Regions from separate parts of the Mus musculus genome. Here region 1 is linked to region 2. The links are chromatin contacts, called in public HiChIP or PLAC-seq maps. All regions are on one chromosome and are shown on one strand. Each heading gives the region's core, a stretch centred on a gene start, on an enhancer-like site or on the middle of the called end of the contact. The rest is flanking DNA. Distances are from core to core; before and after follow the strand shown.

What was found. HiChIP or PLAC-seq counts read pairs in DNA pulled down with a chosen protein or histone mark.
Region 1: a contact with region 2 is called in an H3K4me3 HiChIP or PLAC-seq map of embryonic stem cells, with 49 read pairs. The contact joins the promoter of Rassf5 here to the promoter of Mapkapk2 in region 2. A contact is called at or near these places in 26 of 39 promoter capture datasets (the 3T3-L1 cell line, 3T3-L1-derived adipocytes, the C10 cell line and 16 more), 1 of 15 datasets of contacts at CTCF or cohesin (embryonic stem cells), 18 of 484 Hi-C or Micro-C datasets (the CH12 cell line, bone marrow-derived macrophages, embryonic stem cells and 6 more), 31 of 115 datasets of contacts at active chromatin or transcription factors (the 230-238 cell line, CD8 T cells, DN3 thymocytes and 16 more) and 4 of 9 other capture datasets (adipose tissue, liver, macrophages and 1 more).

What each region holds. Positions count from the first base shown.
Region 1 is chr1:131,239,751-131,246,467 of GRCm38.p6, forward strand. Rassf5 (Ras association (RalGDS/AF-6) domain family member 5) reads right to left here and starts at 5,428. Exons shown (of 6, transcript NM_018750.4): 1 at 4,939-5,428. The coding sequence starts at 5,380. It overlaps Gm28913 (a long non-coding RNA gene), which reads left to right and starts at 5,340. Exons shown (of 3, transcript XR_878525.3): 1 at 5,340-5,616.
Region 2 is chr1:131,092,686-131,100,083 of GRCm38.p6, forward strand. Mapkapk2 (MAP kinase-activated protein kinase 2) reads right to left here and starts at 5,158. Exons shown (of 10, transcript NM_008551.2): 1 at 4,604-5,158. The coding sequence starts at 4,840.

The DNA of each region.
Region 1 (6,717 bases), core at 4,178-6,677, 150 kb after region 2:
AAAGCCCCAGGCAGGTGAGTGCTTGGCAGAAGCCTCCCACATTCCAGCCTTGTGAGGCTGGCAATTTTGAGGATGAGTGTGGCAGCAAGCATGGAGATGGGTTTCTTCAGAGCAGAGGCATTGCTGGCACTCGAAATGTCCTGGGTACACCCCCAGACCTCGGCTGGCCTGGCCCAAGCCTCATTCACCAGTGCACACTCCCCGGCTGGAATTCGCTCTGCCAGTCAGAATCCTCCCTGCTGGCAGAGGCTGATTTCCTTGTCACACTCGCCACTCGGGGGCTTACCTGCCAAGCTTGCCACTGGCTGCTTCAAGAGTGGGATTGGAAAAAGGGAAAGATCCCAGTCCCCGACCTCATCAATTCCCTGCCACCTAATGACTCTCAGCTCCAGCAGACGAACACACACATTCATTACCAAGTCTAATTAGGCCGTAGACAAGCGACATTAATCATTTTTGACTATACCTGGGATTCAAGCCCCCATATTCCACAATCATGGCGTTCCATGCTCTGATGAACGGGGGAGTGGGGATCAGCTCACATTTAATCCCCTGCTTTCATCTTTTGAGAAAATGAAGGAAAGAAAGGAAAACTAGGGGTATGGACTGGAGAGTCAGGGTCCCACTGCTGCCCTTTCCCTGTGTTTTAACACTGTCCCCCAAAAGGCCTTTCCTAAGCAAACTTCAATTAGAGCCAGGAGAGGAGAAAACTGGGTGTTTGTCATCTTTAACAACAAAACCTCAATGTCAGTGCCTAATTTCCCCAGCTTCCCAAACAAAATACGACTCCAAAGTAAGGAAAACCTAAGCTACTTTCTCCAGCAGTGCTGGGGGCCCTGGGCAAACAGCTGCCAAGTGCCCAGAGTAAACCCTGGACGGCCGCAGCGCATCAAAGGGCGGAGGCCATGATGCTTTCTATGAAGACTTTTGTCTGCCACAGTAGGGTGGGGATGGGGGAGTAGCCAAAATCAGGGTCCTAGCAGACTTGCAAAGAGCCCCTAATAGAATAGGTGAGCTACCACCTGGGTGGCTGCAATCTCACAGAGGATCTAACCAGTTAAACCCAGCCATTAATACAGCAACAGGAATTAGAGGAGAGCAGACAAGCAACTCTGAGACACTGAGCAGCTCTCAAGAAGCAAAGTCAGGAGCCCCTCCCTAGGCACTCGGCAGCGAGGACCTGATTCTCACGATGTAATCAAAGTCTATCACAGGTGGGGGAGGTGAGGGGTCTGAGCCCCAGGGAAGCCCCCTTTTTAGACCAATCATTCCAATCACTTTATTATACTCATGGCTCTGGATAACCACCCCTTCAGAGGGGCTCTTTCTTGGAGCCAACTTGGGGCACCCACGTATCAACAGCTTTCAACAGATACCTGAAGTCTCTTCCCCCCCTTGCTGAGAACTTGACTTGGTTTCTCCGACTACCAGACCATTTCCTGGCCCAGGATCGTTCACACACCCACTCAAAGGAGACACATGGCAGAAGGCCATCTTTATGTGCCTTCCGCACAAGAAAGGGCAAGAGGCAGCTGGAGGAATTCCCAGGTTGTTTGCTGCTGACTGCTGTCTCTGGGAAGGTTGGAGTAAGTTCCTACCACCCCCACCCCACCCTACCCCAAAACAAAGCATGGTGGTTCTGAGAGCTCTCACCTCTGCAAGCATTTGCATCAAGCCCACTGGCTTTCCTTCCCTATCTAACACATTTGATTTGTGTGTGTGCATGTGTCACACAGGTGTTGTGTGTCTGGAAGCCAGAGGTCAGCATAGATTGTCTTCTCAGATTGTTCATCATTTTATTTTTGAGACAGGGTCTCTCATCGATTCTGGAGTTTGATCAATATAGCTAGACTGGTTGACCATCAAGTTGTTTCTCTGGTATTGGCTTACAGGTGAGCACTATATAGGGCTAGGCTTTTTACATGAATCTTATACCTGCTCGGCAAGCACTTTATCATCTGCGCCATCTTGCCAGCGCTCAGACTTAGTCCTGAGCTCTGGCTCTGAACTTAACAGCGTTAACTAGCTACAGACCTCCTGAAGTGCGACCAAGCGTAAGCAAGGCAAGGCAATTCTCTAAAACTTCCCCTACTGAAAGCCCATTTGTCCACCCAGCTCCCACCCAGTGTCAGCCTCCTAAACAGACAGATGTCATTCACAGCCCCACTGGCCTTTGAGTGTGAGTGGCGTAAGCAAGCATCAGTTTCCAGCCACTGCTCAAGGAAACCAGCATGGCGCTCTGCCGGTCGCAAGTGCTGCTCGGAAAGGCTTCTCTCTCTAAGCCAGGTGCAGAGGAGTCTCGGACACGGGACTGTGGGTTTCATCACAGCTGGCTTCCACCTGAGGCGCTAGGCAGGGATGCCATGTCTAGAGGACACTTCATACCTAAACTCCCAAGATATACTATCCGCTTCCTGCTTCCAACTCCACCACCAAACAAAGCTTGAAAACCGTACCCCATGCTTATGCTATGTGGCAGAGTGAGCCCCAGGTAGCCATTAATGGTCTTAAATGGGAGGAGACAATGGTCACACTTATATCTAATTGGACGTTCATTGTGTACCCTGCCAGGCACTTTTCTAATCAACGTACACGTATATGATTACTACACTGAATCCCCACATTAACACGATGCTGTAGATAAGATCATTATCCACGCTTCTTAAAGACAAGTGAGGGCAACACAGAGATTCATGGGGTCACACAGAGACTAAGTGACATTTCGGATTCAAAGCCGGGACTTTGGTTCTAGTTTGAGGTGTGCGTGTGTGCCTGTGTCTATGTGTACGAGTAGCTAGGGTTGGCCAGTGAGGGCCAGACAGGACTCTGCCGGTCTCCACTCACCGTCCAGCACTGAGGTTACAAGCATGTGCTACCATGCCTGCTTTTATTTATTTATTTATTTTAAATGTGGGTTCTAAGGATCCAGTTCAGGTCCTCATGCTTGCTTTGCCAACTGAGTTGCCCCCCTCTTCCCAGCTCCAGGATTACCTTTTAAAACATCCTTTTCTGACCCATGCTTTTCAAAAATGAAAATAAAACAAATAAACCCTCTCAGAGAGCCAGACCTCAGCTTAGCACCAGATGTCTGGTGAGTCTGTCCTGCACACCAAAACTGTCTCAACTTTCTCTTGGTCAGCCGAACACTCACGGTTAGTTAAATATTAAAAAAAACCAAACAAACAGAGATTCCTTTCTGTGGCCTTCCTGACTTCAGTTCTGCTGCCTCTTTGGTGTTCAGGCATCTCTGGCTGGTAGGAAATCGACTACTCAGGGGCCACAGGAACCCAAGAAAGTGAAAGGACCTCAGCAAGTCGCAGGCCAGTGGGGATGCCTTGTGGAAGGAAACGGCAGGGAGGACACTATTTCCCAAGTGCTGGAAACTATTTAGGGACGGAGCAAGGGAAATAAACAACTCTCATGTGGTATGAGGATGCTCATTTCGTCATGGAGTACTGCACAGATACCCACAGAATCCTGCCAACACAGCATCATTGCTAACCAGAAGAATATCACAAACTCAGAGTAAAGCTGACAGTCCCTCAAAGTCTAAACAAGCGGGAATTGCAACAAGCATATTCTCACAGACAGTGCAGCTTCTGGAATTTGAGCCTTAGTAGATCCATAACAGTGAATCCACTGCCTCATCCTCTGTGTCCAGGGCTAGTGGGTACTGCAAAGCACTCAGGAACACGGAGGGAGATAAAGCTAGCAGCGGGCCCAGAGGTAAGTTGCACTGGATTCGTCTGCAGGTCAGCAGCATTTACAAGGAACAGCAGCCCGTGCACAGGACTCTACATGCCCAGCCTTCTCCTTAACAGGCACCTGTATGGGGGATGCTCATGGTAGGAAGAATAGTCCCCCTTTTTCCTTTCACATATTCTGGAGCGGCTGAGGGGGAGCTGTTATGGGCTAGAGTGAGGGTAGTAGTGCTAGCTGCTGCTGTCCAGTGTTGCAGTCTGAAGGAGGCAACAGAGGATGGCCCTTTACCAAAAGATGTGACTGTAATCCATGTCCACAGATGATTGCCGGAAGCTGTCATTGCACTGCGTGCTTCATATGTTCAAAGGAGCTACGTAAACACACGGGTATGAGTATCCTCTGGCAACAGCAGATCCCTGGGTTGGTGGGGAGGAGACTTATACAGGGATACAGACTCACCATTGGCGAGAGGTAATGATAAGCCCTAAAAAGAGCGCAGACTTGCTCAGAAACTCTCTATACTGGTGCCCAGTGTTACAGTAAGATTGGGAGAAGCCAGCAGGCCAGTGGGGATGCCTTGTGGAAGGAAGGAACTGGCGGGGAGCTTAGTGATTTTAGGGCTGGAAGGCGGGTGCAGGGGGACAGGAGGAGGAAGAGGAGGCCACGAGGCACAGTCACACACTGGAGCAGAGTATAGAGCGTTGAGCCAGGTGTGGAGGGCTGAGGAGGCCTCAGGTGCAGGTGACCTTGGCATCTTTCAGCCTCACAGCCTGCTTCCATTCAAAGCCTAACCAGGCTTCCCATGCCAACAGCTCCCTAGGAGGAAGAGCCTGAGAGAACCTGAGGTGACCACCGAGTCATCTCCCCATTAACCCTAATAAGTGTCAAATACTCACTTCGTTGTCAATATCACTACCTCATTTTTAAAACTCACAACTAAAGGAAGAAGAGGGTGTGCGTAAGACACAATGACCTTGTGGAGAGCCATCAGTCCCAACCTACAAACAAGCTTGTTTACGCGCACGGGGGAGAAGGCTCAAACCCGTCTGAGGATACGTAACTGTACACATACAACTACCTCTGGTCAGTGGGCAGCCATTAAAGGATGCCAGGCAGTGACAGCAGCTGTCTCCAAAGGTAACCTGCCTAAAAGTTCGGACTGGCCACAAAAGGCAATGGCCTCCTCTCCCGGGCTCAGAGCCCTTCACCTCGCGCACCTTCCCCGCCCTCACTCACTAGCGCAGCGCAGCGCCTGCCGCAGCACCTCTCGTCCGCACAGGTCACACCAGCCCGGACCGCCCCGCAGCGCCAGTTCCACGAAACGGTGCCCCTCGCCTCTCTCGGCCAAGACGCGGGGATCCTGCGGCTGCTCGAAGATGCTCCTCACGTCGCGGGGTCGGTGTGACCCAGGTCGCAGCCGCAGTCTCGGCTGCAGACCGGGCCGGACAGGGCGAGCGTGTCGGCAGTCTCGGGGCGTGGGTTCGGGGTCCCTCCGGCCACTCCTCCTGCCACCGCGATCCTCTGACGCCCCGGCCGCGGGGATCAGGGCCGTGGGGATGCAGCGGCGCGGCCGGGCGGGAGGTGGCGGCTCGGTGCCACCCAGACTCTGCAGATACCGCGGCGGCTCGGGATCTAGGAGCAGCGGGTAGGGACGTTGCCCGATGGCCGGGGAAGCCATGGCCAAGGCCCGCAGGCGGCGGCAGCTACCGAGCCTGGCCAACAGAAGGGGCGGCTCCGGTCGAGCGCGCTTTTAAAGGGCCCGCAGCCCGCGGGCGGGGCGGGGCGGGGCGGAGCCCACCGAGAGGCCGGAAGGGCAACACGCGTGACTGCGGGTCGGAGCCGCGTGGATTTAGGAGTGACTCGGCGACTAGGCGGTGGTGAAGGTCCGAGCACCCGAGAGGCTTCGCGAGCTCGGTAGGCGCCGGCTCCTGCGCCTGTCTTCAGCTCTGCCCCGTCCCCTCTGGGCGTCTCCCAGGGCGCCCTAACACCGGCGGGGCGGGGAGCAGGTGGGAAGGCAGGGCTTTGGCAACCTGGTGTGGCCCCGGGACAGGAGCTAGCCCGCCGCTGTCAGTAAGGCGGCCCGCGGATTCTCCGAGCTGCCCGTGGGAAGCTGGCTACATCAGCTCTCTCCCTTCTCACCTCTGCTACATAGACTGCCCCTCCCCGAAGACTGGGATTAGAGTGACTGGTGATCCTTGGTGATCCGGTGATCATGAGAGACCTCTCTGTGCCCCATGGGTGGACAGGAACTTTCCTCCCGAATTACGCCCCTCCCCCCTTAGTTGCTGGAGTAATCACTGCGGAAATGAATGCCAATCCCTTACACACCTCCTTTGGTATGGAAGGTCCACCTGAGCAGGGGCGCAGGGTGGAGAAGTCCGCATCCTACCAGCACCAAGGGGTGCGCCATAGGTTCCTGTCTGGCTTAAGGTTATGTCGCCACCATCTTGAAAATCCTAATTCTTAACCCGGCCTATTCTTTTTGCACTGGGTCTTGAAAATTATGTAATGGTAATAACTAGTGGGCCTGTCCACAGTGCCGTCTCAAGGGATAGAGAACAGGTGGGACTGTGGATTTTCGAACCTGTGCCCGGTCGGTCGGTCGTAGGCTAGCAAGGGTCCTGGGCCCTCTACAGGCTGGTTTTGTAGCTGCAGGCGCCTTTGCTCTTTCCAGTTCTGCGGTTCTGACTTAGGCCTAGCTCACATTCCCGCCTCCCCCTGCCCCCCTTAAATTACAGGTTTGATTGATTTAGTGGCAGCCACCAGCAAGCAACTATGGGAATAGAGTCACTGCACCAAATTCAAAAATTCTGTATTTTGGGTCTCAACAAACCACTGGTAGAAATATTGGGGGAGGGGCATGTCTATAGTGAACATGTACACACTCTTTCTCCTTACTTATTAAATAATACTGGATAGCAATGATTCATATACACTTTCACAGTACCGGTGTTTAATATAGGCGGGGTTAAAATGCATAGGTTCTCTCTGCACACAAGCTACCTTATAAAAGGG
Region 2 (7,398 bases), core at 3,908-6,407:
ATGCCCTCTGGCACAGACCCCTCCCATCCCTAGCTCCCGGAGAGAACAGGAGGTTGACTCCACCTCCAGCCCCAGGATTTGGTTCCTGTTCCCACTCTCACTCCTGCTCCACTGATTACACCCCCAACTCCTGTCTCTCTAACCGTGAATGCCTTCATCCTCCTTGGGAAAGGAACACTTTGTTTCCCAGACCCCCACACACACCAAGATGTGGCCCTGAGGCCTCATGAGGGTTTTTCTCCTTACTGCCTCACTTTTAGACACCCAACCATAACTACTTTAACTACAGAGTTTTCAGATTCCATGAAAGTCCAAAATTCACAAATGAAAAAAGGGCCATTGGAACATTAACTAACCTACTTCTTTCTAATCCTGCATCGAGCGAGACCCAGAGTCCTGCTTCAGTAGAGAGGCTAAGTCCACACCAGGATGACGTGCCTGCAGACATATCCCAAAAGATAGCTATATTCTCTGAAGGCCTTTCTGTCTAAGTCTACAAACCCCAACTTCAATGCCTACCTACCTCCCCAAAACAAAACACTTTAAAGCTGATTTGACCCCAAGACAAGTCAGTTTGGTCCTGAGCTTCTAGCCCCACTGCTTCTGGCCTACTTGGTCTCCTGCTCTTCCCCTCAGCTCTAGCCACAGCTAATTTCAAGACTTCTGGCAGACCCATTCATTCCTCAGAGGCCCAACAAGTTCCCACTGCCACCAGCCAAGGCTTGCCCTGGCAGCAGCAATCCTCCCTCGCGGATGTCCGTCTTTCAGAATCCCTCTATTCCTGGTCACACAATTTAGCCCCCAGTCCAGCAATGACTAGTAGTCTTTCCTGCGAGATCCAACAATCTTCTGAATGTTCAAACTGAGGCTGGCAACTGCGTTTTCCATTTGGTTTTATGCCTGCACGCTGGCTACTTTTATACAAATAGCTATATGCAAAGAATGCCTGCCATATTTGACACTGCTGCCCTAGACAACATTTACTGATCTTGCCTTCTCCAAATAGATTTCTTGACCCCAAACATTTTATAGGGCATTAATGCCTCGAGCCTCACAAACCTATGGTAAATGCCCCACAAGCTGTCAGCTCCCTGGAGCCAAACTGGATGGCGTGATCACGAGACTTTCCTTACCTCATGTTTCCACCCAGCAAATGTCAAACTGCGACTGTCCCCTGCCAGCCATGCTATCGGGCCATCTCTCCAGTGAGGACGCAGAATGAGGGCATTATGGGGGGGGGGGGATAATAGGCAGTGAGAGGGGGCTGGTGTTGCCCTTCAACAATGTCCAGGACAACGGTGAGAGGTTCTGATCTCTCCATCATGTTACCAAAAGCAGCTACGTCACTGTGGCACTTCAACGACCCAGAGAAACACTGGAGAAAGGGAAGAAACTACAGGACCTTGCTTCCCCTAGTCTACGCAATGGAAAGGTAAACAGAGATAAGTTATGACAACATCCCGGATTTTGTAAAGCAATAACATGCTTCACCTAATCAGCACTGAACAGCAGAGTGGGACATACAAGCTTTAATTAAATTTGCTCAGCTAATACCTAAGCGTCACCATGACACAGTAAGGCAGGATGCAGCCGTGTAACCCACGTGGAAGACAGAGAGATGGACTGAGACTGGGTGTCCCTACCAAAGAAATGACAGAATCCCCGAAGAGTAATAAATAGGATGACTATCACAAACTCCCTAACGGGGGACAGGGGGGCTTGTTATACATCCAAAACTCAAGGACCTGCTGGCTTAAAAGCTTCCTCTCCAACTTTAGCAATGTAGCTGAAAGGTGGTATATACCATACCCACCACTGTCCTCAGGCCAACAAATGGGGCCAATAGGTCAGACTGAAACAGCAACTGGATACTTGCCTGTCAATACCACTGTAGTTAGAGGCAAAGAGGGGCCTGAGACTAAGAACCGGGTTCAGTTCCCGCCTCGGTCAAGTGATGGCATGAATTACCACTTGCCTTGGGCAAGTTGTTCCTTCCTTCTGGGCCTTGGTTTCTCATCAACTAAATGAATGTGTTGAATGGTGATGATCTCTCAACTGGCTTCTAACTGACTGGAAGTGTGTGCGTGACTCAGAGGCTGGCAAGCAGGAATGAGAAAGCAGGGTGACAGCATCTACCAGAGCATCTAAACATCTGCTTTCCCAAGAAGATAAAGGAAAGCAACAGGACCAGCTGGCTCCTTTATTTATTTATCCTTATTTTATATGTATGGGTGTTTTGCTTGTGTGTGTGTGTGTGTGTGTGTGTGTGTGTGTGGACAGATAGGGTGTCAGAGCCCCTGGAACTAGAACCACAGGTAGGTGTTACCCACCTGAGTCTTCTGCAAAAGAGCTCTGGTTTCACTTAATAGAACAAAGAGCAAAGCCTATGAGCAGCCTTCACTCCCCATTCTTCCTCAGGGCTACAAGACAGCCTTCTAAAACCCCACAGTGCCCACACTGGGCACTAGGCATGGGGTCGATACACTCTATAGAGCACAGGTCTCTGCTTAGCACCCAAAGAGATGGATCATCAACCCAGCCTGTTCCACTGTATCCTCCCCTCCCATGCTGCCCATAAAAAAGGGGGGGGGCTCCTTGTGTTGAAATCATTTCACTACTCAGCATCTAAAGTTTTTAAAGTGTAAAATGTAGGAATCTCAGGCGGTTAAGAGCACTAACTGCTCTTCTGAAGGTCCTGAGTTCAAATCCCAGCAACCACATGGTGGCTTACAACCATGTGTAATGAGATCTGACGCCCTCTTCTGGTGTGTCTGAAGACAGCTACAGTGTACTTACATGATAAATAAATCTTTAAACAACAACAACAACAAAAGACATAGGAATCTCGGTAGTGCATGTCACTGAAACAGGATTTCTTTTAACCAGATTCCCTCGTGGCTGGATTATGTCTCAGCCAATATTTGGGTATGCAAATGCTGTTGACACGGCTGCCACTCTCCAAACATCTTGGCTCTCCATTCTTCCTCTACTACTAAATCTCAACACAAAGATGTACTCAAAATCTGCAATTTGCCAGCTGAGTCAGCCTTAGCTCCAGGAGCAGGAGCAGGCTGCTTTCGTCAAAACAGACTGAGAGTCCCGTAGTCACCCACTTCTGACTAGAGAAGGGGAAGCACGAAGACTGCTTAATACTCGGCTAGGCTCCTTCCTTTCAAAACTATTCAAAGGAGAAAAGTACACGAACTTCTGTCAACTATACCAGCAATCTGAATTGACAGCCAAGAGCACTTCAGAGGACCGTGTGTGTATTCAAACAGAATAGGAAGGGGTGAAGCGGGGGGTTTTGTTGCGAAGTCTTTATACTGTGTTCCAACTATGCAGGAGAGTGAACAGCTAGTAGCCCCAGTCTGCTGGTGGGTAAAGGCAGATGGCATCGCAGAGGAGAGAGGAATCTTTCCGGGAAAGAACATCTGTACTTCCTCAACAATACAGTTAACTGTGGTCAAACTGTTCCCTTGCCTCCAGTCCCCAAGGTCAGAGCCACCGTTCAACCCAACCAACTCCTTTCCTCGCTTAGCTAACTCCCCAAGAGCTTATAGTTTGTTTGCTTGTTTTTTAAATGTGATGCAGAAGATGAAAACAGCAAAACATCATAAAAACTAAACTTATTTTCCCCCTACAAAGTACCAGGTTTCGGTCCCGTTGACCGTGTATGACAACGGCCTCACGCATAACTCAATCTATCTGTACTCTAGAATAGCTGAAACAAAGCAAGTTGTGTGGGCTGAAGGGGAAGAGCAAAATATAACACAGGAAGTACTTTGCTCCTCCAATCATTGAGACACCCCAGGAGAAAGAAACCTGACAAGTGACCTTTAGAGATATGGTGTAACCTGAAACCCTTGAGAGAAGAAAACTTTGCAGTGACCCTGAATGACAGCCTTCCCTGCTTCACTTGGACCTTTTGAAATCCCCATTCTCCACTACCACCGACAGAAGCAGAGACGGGTAGACCCACAGAGATTAAGAGTGGGTTTCCCAAATGCAGGAATAGTATTTCCTGCCTTTGAGTCTCCGGCTACCAGGGACCAGTGTACCAGCACTAGGCCAAGCCTGGCTTACAGACAAGGTTTCCTACGGTGGAGGGAGCAATGGAAACAGCCCGGCGCAAGCCTAAGGGGCAGCGCAGGCCAGGCGCTGGCGGTTCCAGACGATCGCGGGGCACGGAGGCGGGGTCCCCAGTCTCCAGTGCCGCGCCGCTCCGCGCCGACGCGCCCCACCGCTGCGCGCCGACCTCGCGAGGCCGAGGAGAGCGAAGTCACATTCCGGCTCCCAAATAAGGAGTAGGGTTAAGGAAACCTCAGAGAGCGAACTTCTCCAAACCGACCGACCAACCAGCTCAATGAGTAAAGGGCCTTTTGTGCCCGCAGAAAGGAAGGAGGGAGGGAGGACGAGGCCACCGTGTCCTCGGCGCCGGGTAAAGCGAGCAGAGGCCGTCCGGGTCCCAAGAGTGGCCACCAGGCTGGATCCCACTCACACCCCAACATGGCAGTCCCCGTGAGTCCTCTCGGGTGCCGGCCACTCGCGGGGTGACCGGAAGCTGCACCGGATCTCAGCGCGATCCCGGGCGGCCCAGACTTACCTTTAGGGCGAATTTTTGCTGGGTTCTCTTGTCGAAGATCCGCAGCACCTTCCCGTTGATGCCCAGGCCAAGCACTTGGCTGGTGACCTTGTAGTCGTCGGTGATGGCGTTCTTTCGGATCTGCAGGCCCGACTTGACGTGGAACTGGGGGAACGGCGGCGGCGGCTGGGCCGGGGCTGGCGGTGGAGGGCTGGGGAAAGGCGCCGGCGGAGTCTGGCCCGGAGAGCCCGACAGCATGGTGCCCGGCGACTCGCGCGCAGAGGCAGGGGCCGCGGCCGCCCCCTCCTCCGGCTCGGGCCCGGGTCCCCGCCACGCCCCGCCCGGCGGCGAAGTTTGCTCCGGGCTGGAGCCGGCTGCCCCGCCCCGGCCCGGCTCCAGGCTCGGCTGGTCGCGGGGCCCCGTGGGTCCCGCTGTGCGCCGCGGGCGCCCACCAGCCCTGCTCCCTCCCCCCGGAGACGTGCGCTCCGGGGAACGCGGGACGGCAGGGCCCGGCCGGAGGAATCGCCGCGCCGAGAAGTACCAGCCCGGGGGCGGCGGCCGCGTCACAGGCTGCTCGGCGTCCTGGGCTAGTCCTTAAAGGGGAGGATCGAGGGTGGGGCTTGACTGGGAGGCGTGGACATGGGGGAGGGGTGGGCCTTAAAGGGGAGGAAGTCCAGTGGCGGGAGAGCTTAGGGACTGCGAGCAAGCGGGCTTGTGGAGGGCATCGAGACATCCTAGTTCTTAACCCGGGCCGGGCAGAGGGGAAAGGGAGGAGGGCAAAAGAAAAGCTGCTGGATAGTTCAAACAAAACCCTCACTCCTCCAGCTGCTTGGATCTAGAAGACAGGTCATCGGAGAATTGGAGGAGATGTATTTTGAAAGAAACGGATAATTGATAAGAATCTTTCTACGTGGACTCTGTGGGTGGGGGGTGAGGGGTACCCGAGCAGAGCGAGAATCCGGGGGCCAGGACTGGGGGAATAAGAGAGACTATTCATCCTAGGATCAGGTGTCAGGCAATAGTAACAATTTCCTTAACATACTTGTGAGTTTTACTTTTTTTTTCTCTCATGGACTTACTGGTTTTCACTGAGAAGAATGTACTACTGTGATACCACGAACAATTTAATTATTATGAATTCGAACATATTTTTATATAAACCCAAAATGACCCAAGATGGAATGGGGCACTCTAGCCACCTGTTATCCCGGCTATATGCAGGAGACTGAAGCAGGAGGATAACAAGTCACAGGGCCAGCCTGAACAACAAAGACAGACTCTGTCTTAAAATACCCACAAACTTCATGTCTCTCTGGGAGGTACACTTATACATTTGTGTTCTTAATTCATTGCGATTATAGAGCAAGGGGAAGGGCTGGGAAATGGTTCTAGAGTTGGGGAAATGGTCCCTGCGGCCATAGCCAATAAGTAGTCCTGAAGCAACCTAGTTCTAGTACAAATCTCTGGGCCTAACTGGCCTGTAGCACTGCTGAGATCCACAAGGGTTTGACTGTTACAGCAGTTAAGAAATGAGACAAAGGAACAAGATAGATACAAAGCTCTGGTTTACTTACTAATACAGACAAATTAAAGATGAGACCTGACCCATGGTCACACAAAGTCTTTAATATGTCCCAACAAAACTCTGGAGACGAGACAGTGCCCTGAGAAAAGGGCGTTGGAGACATAGCCCAGGATGGCAAGACTCATTTGCTGTTCCCTGTTTAGATTTCCGGAAGATACTTGTTCCAAGGAAGACAGAGATGAACAGGTGGAGGACTGTAGGCCCCCTCTTGAGATCCAACTCACTATGGATCAAGGAGACAAGCGCTTTTTCAGTGCTCAATACTTCTCGCTCATCCCTGTGGTGATAATTCTAACTGGGGGGGGGGGGGGGGGGAGGGGGATAGATGCAGTAGTTGGGTTAGCAGTGTGGCAGATACAGACCTGGGAATAGAAGGCACATTGGCTCTCCTCAGTCTGCAGCTGGGTAGATTCCTTCCACACTGAAGACAAAGCTACACAACGCCCTGTTTCAAAGGCACTGCTTGAGGCTGTGGAGATGCAGGGACAGAGAAAGGAAGGAATCTGGGGATGAGGAGGTGGAAGGTCTCATTGGCTCCTGTGGAAAGAGGTTCCCACCCTGACTGCCTCAGTTCTGTATTGCCCCCATGTACCCACAGAAGGTCTTTGGGACCTCTTGTTGGCATTTAGCCATCACCTCTTTCTTTCCAGAGGCTGGAAAGAGAATGAGCTATTCAGAGGCAGCAAGGCACCATGCAAAACTACAAACTAGAAATGAACAGAATCCGATTGTCCTAAGAAGGTGTGAGAGGGGCTAGAGAGATGGCTCAGCAGTTAAGAGTACTGACTGCTCTTCCAGAGGTCCTGAGTTCAATTCCCAGCAATCACATGGTGGCTCACAACCATCTGTAATGAGATCTGACACTCTCTTCCGGTGTGTATGAAGACAGCTACAGTGTACTTACATATAACAATAAATAAATCAATATGAAGAGGGGGGAAGGAGGGAGGAGGAGGAGAAGCAAGAGGAGGAGGAGGAGAAGGAGAAGAAGGTGTGAGAGGTATACAAACCTTAGAAATAAAAATTTTCAATTCCCTGAGCAGCATACTGGGCTCCTCAGAAGGAAGGAGCCACTGACAATGGGCCTTTAGTCAATGATGACCCTGAACTAGGGAGGAGAGCTCCAGAGCTGAGACAGTCTCCTGGACACCTGGCCAGAGGAGATAACAGGGCCAGAGCTGAGCTGGTCTCTGGAATTCAAGGTCTCACCAAATATATTGAAACTAACATA